Linked DNA regions of Gossypium hirsutum: all the other regions are linked to region 3. A link is a contact called in public Hi-C data. All regions are on one chromosome and are shown on one strand. Each heading gives the region's core, a stretch centred on a gene start, on an enhancer-like site or on the middle of the called end of the contact. The rest is flanking DNA. Distances are from core to core; before and after follow the strand shown. Region 1 holds the start of LOC107950576 (late embryogenesis abundant protein At5g17165). Region 2 holds the start of LOC107950571. Region 3 holds the start of LOC107950582 (pre-mRNA-splicing factor ISY1 homolog).

The links. Hi-C and Micro-C count contacts between places; a contact is called where the count stands out from the background.
Region 1: a Hi-C map of leaf shows a contact between it and region 3, with 2.7 times the contacts expected there. The contact joins the promoter of LOC107950576 here to the promoter of LOC107950582 in region 3. A contact is called at or near these places in 9 of 34 Hi-C or Micro-C datasets (anther, leaf and petal).
Region 2: a Hi-C map of leaf shows a contact between it and region 3, with 2.9 times the contacts expected there. The contact joins the promoter of LOC107950571 here to the promoter of LOC107950582 in region 3. A contact is called at or near these places in 3 of 34 Hi-C or Micro-C datasets (callus and leaf).

The regions. Positions count from the first base shown.
Region 1 is chrD03:7,786,209-7,789,769 of Gossypium_hirsutum_v2.1, reverse strand. LOC107950576 (late embryogenesis abundant protein At5g17165) reads left to right here and starts at 1,691. Exons shown (of 2, transcript XM_016885454.2): 1 at 1,691-2,108. The coding sequence starts at 1,996.
Region 2 is chrD03:7,988,822-7,992,331 of Gossypium_hirsutum_v2.1, reverse strand. It overlaps LOC107950571, which reads right to left and starts at 1,746. Exons shown (of 3, transcript XM_016885452.2): 1 at 1,492-1,746; 2 at 34-236. The coding sequence starts at 1,587. It overlaps LOC107950573 (a long non-coding RNA gene), which reads right to left. Exons shown (of 2, transcript XR_001698111.2): 2 at 3,364-3,510.
Region 3 is chrD03:7,504,825-7,508,716 of Gossypium_hirsutum_v2.1, reverse strand. LOC107950582 (pre-mRNA-splicing factor ISY1 homolog) reads left to right here and starts at 1,700. Exons shown (of 2, transcript XM_016885460.2): 1 at 1,700-2,004; 2 at 2,338-3,531. The coding sequence starts at 2,367. The coding sequence ends at 3,266. It overlaps LOC107950583, which reads left to right. Exons shown (of 2, transcript XM_016885462.2): 2 at 625-871.

The sequences.
Region 1 (3,561 bases), core at 442-2,941, 280 kb before region 3:
TATTAAATCAAAAGGAAAAAAATAATGGAAACATAAACTATTTTATCTATAAACATAAACTATTAAATTTAATAAATTAAAATAGAGTTATTAAATAAAAAAGTGAGTTGAAGGGGAATAAAAAGAAAATAATAAATAAGGAGAGCTTAGAAGGCAATTAGCTATATTTCAATTTTAGTGCGCACAACAGCAGCAATTAACTTTCAAAATTCAAAATGATAAATTTGCATGTCAGGTCCTTAAAACTACCCTTAACTAACATTTTAGTCCTTTGGCACCATTGGTGCCACCAATCACATTGGCACCTTTGGTGCCGCCAATGTGATTGGCCTGATCAGGCTGTGTCAGGTTTTTTTTCTGTTTTTTGTTTTTTTAGTATATTTTGGTAAATAAAAAAATTTATAATATTTTGGTATATAAAAAAAAGTTATAATATTTTGGTTATTTTTTATTTTTTTATAATAATTTTGTAAAAAACCCAGATAATCATGAGATAAGGGGCTCACTTCAAGCCCTCTTCCATCTATAATTACCTCTTCTTTCAAGAAGAGCAGGTAAGTGTCATGGGACTAGAATTTTAGTTTGACAAACCACACAACTTTAAGTAATTTCTTTGCTTCCAAGTTCACTTAAATTAGTTTAACTCTCGAAAAATGAAAATTCACAAGGAAAATTCTCTAAAGTACCAAAACGAAGTGGAATCAACTCCAAAAGACAAAGAGACTTGAATCGAACAAAAAAGTGTTTGAGTAAATGTTTTTAAACATATTCAATAACTTTGAATGGAATACAATAAAGGAAGTGATTACAAATAAGTGAGAATACCTCTATATATAGTTAATCTCACCTAGATCCAATGGTATAGATTGAATTACATCAACGTTTGAGATTAGTACCTATCTACAATATGAGAGTCCTGAGAGATTTAAACTCTATGCAATCTTATCCCTTAGGATTTACATTAACCATGGTAACTTTAGTTTTACTAGAGTGGTTCATTGGGCCTGTAAGGCTTTAAATAGACGGGTTTCTCCATATGTTCCTTGAATCTGAGTCAATTCAAATTTACAAATGAGCCCCATTTAATCAATTAAACTCTATAGGACACTCTGTGTGCATTCTTCACAAACTTTGATCTACAACCTGTGACATAAAAAGGAAGATAATATCAACAATTGCTCAAACATGATCTCTACTCCATAAAACCATTGTTTTCAAGAATCCTTCATACTAACCACGATGTAAACCGCCTCTATTCTCATGGCTCTTCACACCCTTACGGTGTAAACCACCATTATTGTGTGCTTTGCAACTTGTATGGCTTAAATGTTATAAAAGCTGACATAATATTTTAATTAAATAAATATAATATTGTAATTAATTTAGTTGACTGAGATAATTGTATAATTTATCTATATCTATACTTAAAAACTTTGATCAAATTTACGCATGAATTGATCAAACACCAACTCAACTAAAACATAATTAAAAAACCATCTTTTATAAAATAATAAATATTAACACATAATGATTAATGACATTTGAGTTTAAAACATCACCATTTCTAAAACATCAATTTTATTATTTCAATTAAAATCTCATCTAATTTTTATTTATATTTTTATAAATATATTATAACTTTTTTTTCGCTAATTATAAATTTTATTATATTGATGTTGCAAGTCACCTTATCCATAACAAAATATACCATTTTAATAAAAAACTTAATACAAAATTTCCGTCATAACGGTTGAGTGAAAGAAGACGGTTTGTTGGTGTAGGTGGGGTTAGCGGTTAGGTGCGGTGTTAGGCCGGTGAGGAGAATGTAGTGTGAGTTTGCCATCTCCATCATCCATCCTTCTACTTAGCTCTCTTTATTTATATATATATACACACTCCGTTGTAGAAAGGAAATATATTCCCATCTTCAACCGTTGCCTTATTGTTTCTTCCTCTTTTAGATTTTCTTTCTCTCCGTTTTCTTTCCTTACTTGTATGGCAGCCAATTTGAAGAGTGGTGGAGGGATCGCCAGCTTGGGGAAGCGACTTCTTAACCGCACCTCCACTCGCACCCCTTCTCTTTTCATCTCCACTTCTTCACCTACCAGGTTCTTTCTTAATTTTTCCTTGATCACAGTGCCATTTGATGTGATTTTGCTTGCTGCTACTTCAATTTCTTCCTTGATAAATTTGCCTTGGCATGATTTCCTGATAAGCTTGTTTAGGTTTAATTTATATTAATTTGAAAAATTTCTCCCTAAGATATGATGGTTTTACATCAACAAATAATGAAGTTTTCATTAAAACTGAGTCTCATGTGAATAACTGAATTCGGTGTATCAATTACTTTCCATTATATAAGTAGTATCACTAAATTCTTGTAAATCAATTACAATCGCAGGAAATTTTTAGGAATATTTCGTTTTCCTTTTTTTTATCACAATATCAGTATCACTTGCTATTTTTGTTTTGATTTTTTTTCCTCTGTAAATTTTAACTTAGTTACTAAATTAAAAGTGTAAGTATGTTTTTAATATTCATGAAAGTTGTTTGAATTGGATTTAATACCGATAAACGAACCGAAAATTAATCAAGTATCGGTCTAAAAAAATATTGAACCAGTCGAAAATATTTATTATTTTTAATAATTTATTAAATTAAATTAATGAACTATTGTAGAAAAAACATGGTTAGTAAGAGTTAAAATTAAAGAGAGTAAGTGTTTGTCGGGTTAATCGAGAAATCTCGTACAGAGTGGAAATGCCGTACTCGGTGGAGGGGTGGGTGGGGAAGGTAAAGGCTAATTGGATAAGGACGCATTTCCCCTGTTTGTCTCCTATTGGACACCCGTCTTTTATTGGGGGCACTCATCGTTTTTTACGCAACCCTTTTCATTTCTTTCTTTTTCTTTTTCTTTTTATTTTTCTGCCTTTCAACAATTAAATATTTTAATAAATCCATTTATCACTGCTTTATAAAGATAATAATGTCGGTAGAACACTCCTGTGCATGATAATCAGTATGTCAATGATTTGAGTCGCGCTACTAGTATTATAGTTACCTTCCCATCATAGTTCTGTGTTATTTTAAATTAATTATAATAATAAATGTCTAAAAATGAATGGGTCTAATTTCATAAATATTGACTCATTGAGTGGTAGGAATGCAAATCACGTTGGATTGGACATATATCAATGGCTAGAAATGGCAATGATCATTTTATATTTATTTATAATATTCAAGTTTTTCAACGCTTGGATTAGATTGTCAAGTTTCTGAAAGTTGAGTAGGGATTTTTTTTTCATCAAATTCATATTTTCAGTGAAAAAGAAGTTTAAGTATTAAATATATATAATTTAATGTAAAAAAATAGTAAAAATATTAATTTAGAAGTGTAATTTTTAACATAAAATTAATTTATCTTTTGTTTTTCAATTCACTAAAACCTTTATTTCTTATTACAAAGCAGCACTCATAAATTGAATTGATTTTTTTTAATTGCTGATCACGTGTTTTAACAGTCCATTGTTTTGCGGAATATCCTAATCCATGCTTTTGATG
Region 2 (3,510 bases), core at 497-2,996, 480 kb before region 3:
AAAAAGTCTTATCAACAAGTGCTCGAGAATCACCAAGAAATAACATAGAAGACAAGAGCTTTTGTCCAGTAGGAGTTCCAACTTCGACTGGTTCTTTTGCAGCAAATACACCCAGTTGGAATATTAATAATTATATGAGCTACCAGAAGTGCGGCAGCGGCAGTTAAGCCAAGACCAAGTGCAGGACTTCGGGGATAAGAACATTGTGTAGTGGATACAAACTTAACTTCTGAAGCCTATAGAGGGAAAAAAGGACAATTGGTCATCACAAGAATTCCAGAAAACATATATCCAAGTAAACTTAATGCATAGAGAAGTAGTAGCATATCATTCATATTTTCAGTTTCACAAGCTCCAATTAAAACAGATTTTGAAAATTAATGCCAGCAGGTATTTTGGACAAAATAGATGAACCAAGTAATTTCACTATTTGTACTTGTCTTTAGAAGCATAAAGCTGTCCACACCATAGGTTCTGCGCTTAACAATTTAACTCAGGCTTCCAAAAAAATAGCATGGACTGTGAGTGCAAGCATTCGGCTCAAAATTTTAAAGAAACAGCCAATTATATGAGATAATAGTGCTCCCCGTAAAATGGAATACAGTGACAATGGAGACAAATAAATTGCTTTCAATGTGCAAAAGAGACTAAAGTTAACTAATCAAAGGATTGTTGCAAGAACTTGCCCAAAGTCCCATTCAAAGCATGCACAAAACTGAACTCATGCAAGTGGAACATGGAAGTGGTTTAACCAATACTCATTCTATATGCCAGGATGACTAAAATATGATGAAAAAGAAAAAGAAACAGAAGCCTCACTGCTAGAACCTCTCCCATTATTTGGTAAGACTTCAAACTCTACAGATCAAATCCCACTTTGGTCTATAATGAATCTCTCCTCCATTAACTTTTCAATAATAATAATGACTAGCCCTCAAATACCTTGAATTTTTACTTCACTGTGCTTAGGTTAAGAATCTGGTTTCTCTATGTTTCTGTTTCATACATTCATCCCTTCAGAAAAACTCCCAATAAAAAAAAGGCACTTAGCTAAATAAATACCAGAGGGTAGGGCTCTCAAAGCATTATCTTCTTTTTCTGAGGTCACAAGCATTAAAAAACAAAAGAAAATACCATCTGGTTTCTCTATGTTTCTCAAGGAATTTTTCATAAGAAATCACAAGCGTTAAAAAGAAGAAGAAGCTATAGTCTTCTACTAAAAGAAAATACCATACCCACTAAAACTAAGATGTCTTAACTCTTAAGTTATATTTCATTTTTCATCCCCCATGTATACTTAAAAGGAAAAAAAAGAAAAGTAGACAATGTTTTTTTTTAAAGTAACAGTTTTTATTCTTTTGCAGAGTGTTAATCACCCCAAAACAGACAGGAGTAAGGCAAAGCCAAAAGAAAAAGAAAGGGAAAAAAGGACAAGGATTTATAAGAAATTCATCAGAGAAGATCTAATCAAAACTCTATGTATAAACTTACCTTGATCCTAGTAGCTTCAGCAGCAAAACCAGTAGCGGCTGATAATACTCCCAGAAAGGCGACAACACTGCATAAAACTAAGCCCTTTCTTTCCATCTATTTCTCCTTTTCACAGCCCTTGTTCAAAACTAGAGATTTTCTCTTTGTCTGAAACAGATACAAATTACTTAGGATGAAGGAAGTGTTTTTCTGAAAGGAGAAAGAAAACATAAAGTTGGTACCCAGACCAAAGCTTGCCGTTCGTTAATTGTGTGTGGCTCTTAGATATATTATGTGTTTTTATATTGGGTAAATAACACTAAGCTCACTAATAATTATTAGTAAGTTTATATTAGTTCAAAATGTTATAAAATAATTACTGAACTATTTTAAAGTTTTTATTTAAACCTGTAATTTTTTTTATTAAAGTTTAGTTAGTGAATTCTCAACGACAATTTGACGATTGTATTGACGAATAGAAAAATATACCTTAAATTTAAATCGATCTAACAGTTAGTGTAGAAAATCAAAGAAGAAAGCTTTTTAGATTTTAATTTATAAATTTATGATGTTCAAAACTATTTCATGAAAATAATTAGACTGTCAAAAAGAAGAGGAAAAAAACTTTTTAACTTGTACAAACAATGCGAACAAAGAAAGACACACAATAACAATTTTAATAGTATAGTGACTTAAATGAAAATTTACAAATAAATCAATAATTATTTTATAAATTTTCAAAGTTGAATAACAAAAAATAAATTTATTAATAATTTAATAATCTTAAATATAGTTTTACCTTTTATATTATCTCTTGATTAAAACCGTTATTATTGAATTTAAATTATATTAAATTACCTTTCTAGCATAATTGCGTGAAAAATAAATTTATATAATAAATAAATTTATAAAAATATTGATATAAAAATTAATTAAGAGTTTGATTTAAATGGTAAAGTTATTGAAATTTTATTATGCTTATATTTATTTAAAAGATATAAAAAGATAAAAGACTAAAATAATATATTTTACTTTATAAAACAACAATATTTTAATTATTAGTTAATAGAGTTGATACTCGGTTGAATAATGACGCCAAATTTTTCGAGGGCTTAATATAGATTAGGATTATCCTAAAAAACCACTTTTTAAATATCAAATAAAAAGTATCACTTCATATTTTTTTTAAAATTAATTAATATTATATATTTTCTAATACCAGATCAATTTTTTTATTAATATTTTAATTTTAATTAGAGTTGATTAATTAAATAAAATTAACAATTAAAACAAAAGTAAGGTAAGGTTTATGGTACATTATTTTAACTAAGTTTAAGGGTTATAATTTTAGGGAAGTGTTAGATTAAGGGTTAGTTCTTCATTGCTTTTGAAAAATGTTTTTGAGAAGTGCTCTGGAAAAGTGCTTTTGAGAAGTGCTTTTGAAAAATTTGAGTGTTTGATATTGCTGTCAAAAAGTACTTTTGAAAAATAAAATGTCCATTTTAGACATGATATTATAAAGTAACAAATATGTATTTATAATGTTCAAATTAGTTAATATTATAATATTTTAGTAAAAATATAAAAAATAATTTATTATAACTTATTGTTAATATTTTAATATATAATATTAATTTTAAATATTTCTAAGTAATTAATATTAATTATTTATTAAATTTAATTAGAATATATAAACTATATTTAAATATTTAAATATAATAATTAAATATTTGTAATTAGATATTGACGTAATTGTATTATTATAAAATTATTTTTTATTTTTAATTAATGCTTTTAACACATTTGTATTATTTTATTTTAAAATGTATTTGAATATATAACTCATATTAGATATTAACATAACATAGAAAATATAAATCTAACAAATTAAAATATTACATATATTTGGATTGAAGTTTTAAAAAGGGATAATATTTATATATCAAATATTACATAACTCGCCTTCCTTTTGTAAGATTTGGCATTTCCATAGTTTCAGTAAGTTCCTTTGAAGGAAACATTGAAGTAGAAAACCTGCGT
Region 3 (3,892 bases), core at 451-2,950:
TTGATTCATTGAAGGTAGAACCATAGGATAGAATTCATATGGCATTGATTGACGGTTTTACTTGCTACCATTCAAAGACTACTTCATAGTTTTGTTTAAAACATAGGTTTCGACTATGTTGGATACTAAGTCTTCGATGCTCAATTACAGCAATATTTTTGATCAAGTTATGTTATAAATAAATTGTTTCTTGCTCTGGCTGAGTTCCAATTGGTGCTTCCTGTTATTGGTCACGTTTGCCATTTGGCATGTTTAAGTTTTTGTAGTATTGGCATCTTCTTGTTCAATCTGACTTCCAATTTGTGATATATTCGAATGTCATCCTGTGTATGTGGGCGCGCATTGCATGTGTGCCTGTGTGGATTAGACATCTATTTTTATCGTAAAAATTTGCTCGACAGTTAATAATCCAAGTGTTGCACATATACTTCTTACCCGTAAAAATGAACATGAGCAGGGTATATTTTGGTGTAGTAGGAATTGGTCTGGCGAGTATATGATGTAGGTATCTTGAAAGTATATTTACTATATTAATTGCTAGGAACCTGTATCAACAACCTGCCAATTTCTATGCCTCCTTTGTTCTAATGAATGTTTTTCTCACTAGATCTTTTGCGGCTGCAGTAGGCAAGGGACAAACTTCACTCGTGAAACTGATGATCAATTACAGCTGCAATGTAGTGTGATTTTCTCTGATGGCAATGAGTCTCAAAACAAGAAGTATTCAACATTGAAATTGAGCAATGTCATATTTTCCGGTTTAACGTTGAAACTAGCATGATGTGTTGTGATCCAAGCATAGGCAGCAACTTACAATTATTATTTCCTCTTTGAGGACTTGCTTGCTATAATAATCTGATAGCTTGAATTATTGACGCCTGTTTTTCTTTTACCGTATTAATCATACTAGGGATGTCTTGAATTTTATCTAGTCCCTCCTACTAACGGTGTCTTAAATTTTATTTAGTCTCTTCTCGTGTAGAAGCTTAGAATTTTGTTCTGCAACTTAAGAGCTTGATTATTAAGACTGGGGTTGGATCACTATTAAGGGAAAAAAATTGTTAAAGAAAAAAAAGGTTTAATTATAACTTTTTCCTTTTTCAATTTATAAAAGTTGAGAATTTTTTTTTTTATTTGTCAGAATTTTATTTTACAGAAACTTAAAATAATTCAATTAGATAACATAGTTAAACTTTGACGTAAAATGTTGACTTAGTCTTAAAAATTAGCATTGGAATTAGTAAAAATTAGTAATTCAATAATTTATGTTCAAGGAATTAATAAAGATTAGTAACATTAGCAAAAGATTGGATGAACTTATCAGTTTTTGGATTTACCAATGAAATATAGAGATTAATTTCTAAAGTGGAGAGATAAAATTCTTTTAAAAAAATAGAAGTATCAGACATGCACCTTGCACGAACTATCAAAATCATAACCAAGTTACAAATCTCGATTCGGAGGTCTCTCTTTCCTTCTCTCTTTTTGGCTGGTTTATCATGTTTCAATTTTAATTCTTCTAGAGTTTTAGTTATAATTAGACTTAATCATGATTCAAATGATCTGTTTAAATCCGAAAATTTATCTGAAAAATAAAAAAAATTTGAACAAAAATATAATTCTAAAAGGTAAATTTTAATAAATAAATAAAAATCCATTTTTTAAATAAACCGATCCTCAGATAAAACTTTTTTATCCTAAGCCCGGCCCGAATCACATGCCTGTCTACCGCTTCTTTCCTTTTCCTCTTCAGCCGACTCCCCCAATTTCTAATCCCTAACAGCTAATTTCTAAATCCCTAACAAAATAACTTTTCCTTCTCCACTCCAACACCCACCGGCCACCACCATCATCGTTCACCAGTCAGGCAGTCACTACCAACCCACCACACACCCGCTGGAGGCTTTATAATTTTAATACGGATCGAGCGAGCAGACTTGCCATTTCTTTCTGAAACGTTTCAAGTTTTAAGACGTCTCACTTTCAGCTCACGTTTCAGGGCAGGTGAATTTCAAAATCCTTTGTTTTTCATTAAATTTGATTTTCTTTTGGTAAATGGAGGCATTTCAATGATAAGGTCTAGAGAAATATTGGCCTTGCCTTCATACTTTTTCAGTTTTTTTCTAATCTGTTGTGCACATTTAATGGTAAATTTATTTCTTATTTTTTCATGTAACTATTGTTACTTTAACCTCTGTTTGGTTGCCGAGAATACCGAGGAACTTAATTAGCAATTTTTACATTGTTCCTTTTTCTGTCTGCACTGAGTTATTTATTTGGAGATTAAGCGGTTAAAGCTTTTCTGACTCTCATTTGCTAAACTTTCTCAAAAGCTAGCTCTTGGTTCCGAAACCCTCAATCACAATATGGCTCGAAACGAAGAGAAAGCCCAGTCGATGCTCAATCGATTCATAGCCCTAAAAGCCGAGGAAAAAAAGAAGCCCAAAGAACGCCGCCCTTTCCTCGCCTCTGAGTGCCGTGACCTTGCTGAGGCCGACAAATGGCGTCAACAAATCATGCGAGAGATTGGCCGCAAGGTCGCTGAGATTCAGAATGAAGGCCTCGGAGAACATCGACTCCGCGACCTTAACGACGAGATCAATAAGCTTATACGAGAGAAGTCGCACTGGGAACGGCGCATCGTTGAACTCGGCGGCCCGAATTACGCCAAACATGCCCCTAAAATGACAGATTTAGAAGGGAACATAGTGGATGTTCCAAACCCCAGTGGCCGTGGCCCTGGGTATCGGTATTTCGGAGCCGCAAAGAAGTTGCCGGGAGTTAGGGAGTTGTTTGAGAAGCCGCCGGAGTTGCGAAAGAGGAGAACTAGATATGATATTTATAAGAGGATTGATGCGAGTTATTATGGGTATAGGGATGAAGAGGATGGAGTTTTAGCTAGAGTGGAGGGGCCAGCTGAGGCAAAGATGAGGGCTGAAGCCGAGGAAGAGTGGCGGAGAGTGGAGGAGATTAGAAGAGAGGCAAGGAGAGGGGCGAAGGAGGTGGTTAGCGTGGGAGCTGCTGCGAGAGAGGTTTTGTTTGAGGAAGAGGAGGATGTGGTGGAGGAGGAGAGGAGGGAGAGGGAGGAGAAAGAGAGGAAGGATAAGGAGAGGGAATTTGTCGTGCACGTGCCATTGCCTGATGAGAAGGAGATTGAGAGGATGGTTGTTGAAAGGAAGAAGATGGAGCTTTTAAGTAAGTATGCGAGTGAAGGGCTGTTGGAGGAGCAGAGTGAAGCCAAGGACATGCTTAATATCCATCGGTAGAATAGATGCTGGTAATGTTGTATCTTTTAATTTGGACTTCGTTGATATCGAATTATATGACCTTTCTGTTTTGGTTAGATTGCTTTTAGATTTTATGTGAGAATTGAGTTTCAAGAATTACTCTCCCATATGCAACTTGGTTTTTATGTGGAAAAGAGCAGGAAAATTCTTTATATTTGCAACTTGTGATGTTGTTTACACCTATTAGAGTCATGGTTTTGTATCTGGATTTGGTTACATTGATATTGTTGTTAATCTTGTGATAGCTTTCATTTGTCCTTGTTGCTGGTGCTTTCATACCTCACTTGTTGGGTGATGCTTGAGATTATTAGAAAAAATGTTGGTTTTCCCCTGATGCTTTTTCGAGCAGTCAGCATCTTACTAGTTTAGTTTTGAAATAAAACCGGAATTGTTAACTTAGTGAAGTGCTACTCAACATCGGATGACTGATACTGCCGTTAGTCTTTTGCATATTTAGAACATTTTGCAGGCACTTTAACAAGTTTTTTCTGAGTCTACAAGGGAGGCCATAGTATTTTTAATCTAACAAATTAAGTTTTTGGATGGATGACATACATGAGCTATGATGAACTATAAAGACAAGTTGCACCATTTAACCCTAACCA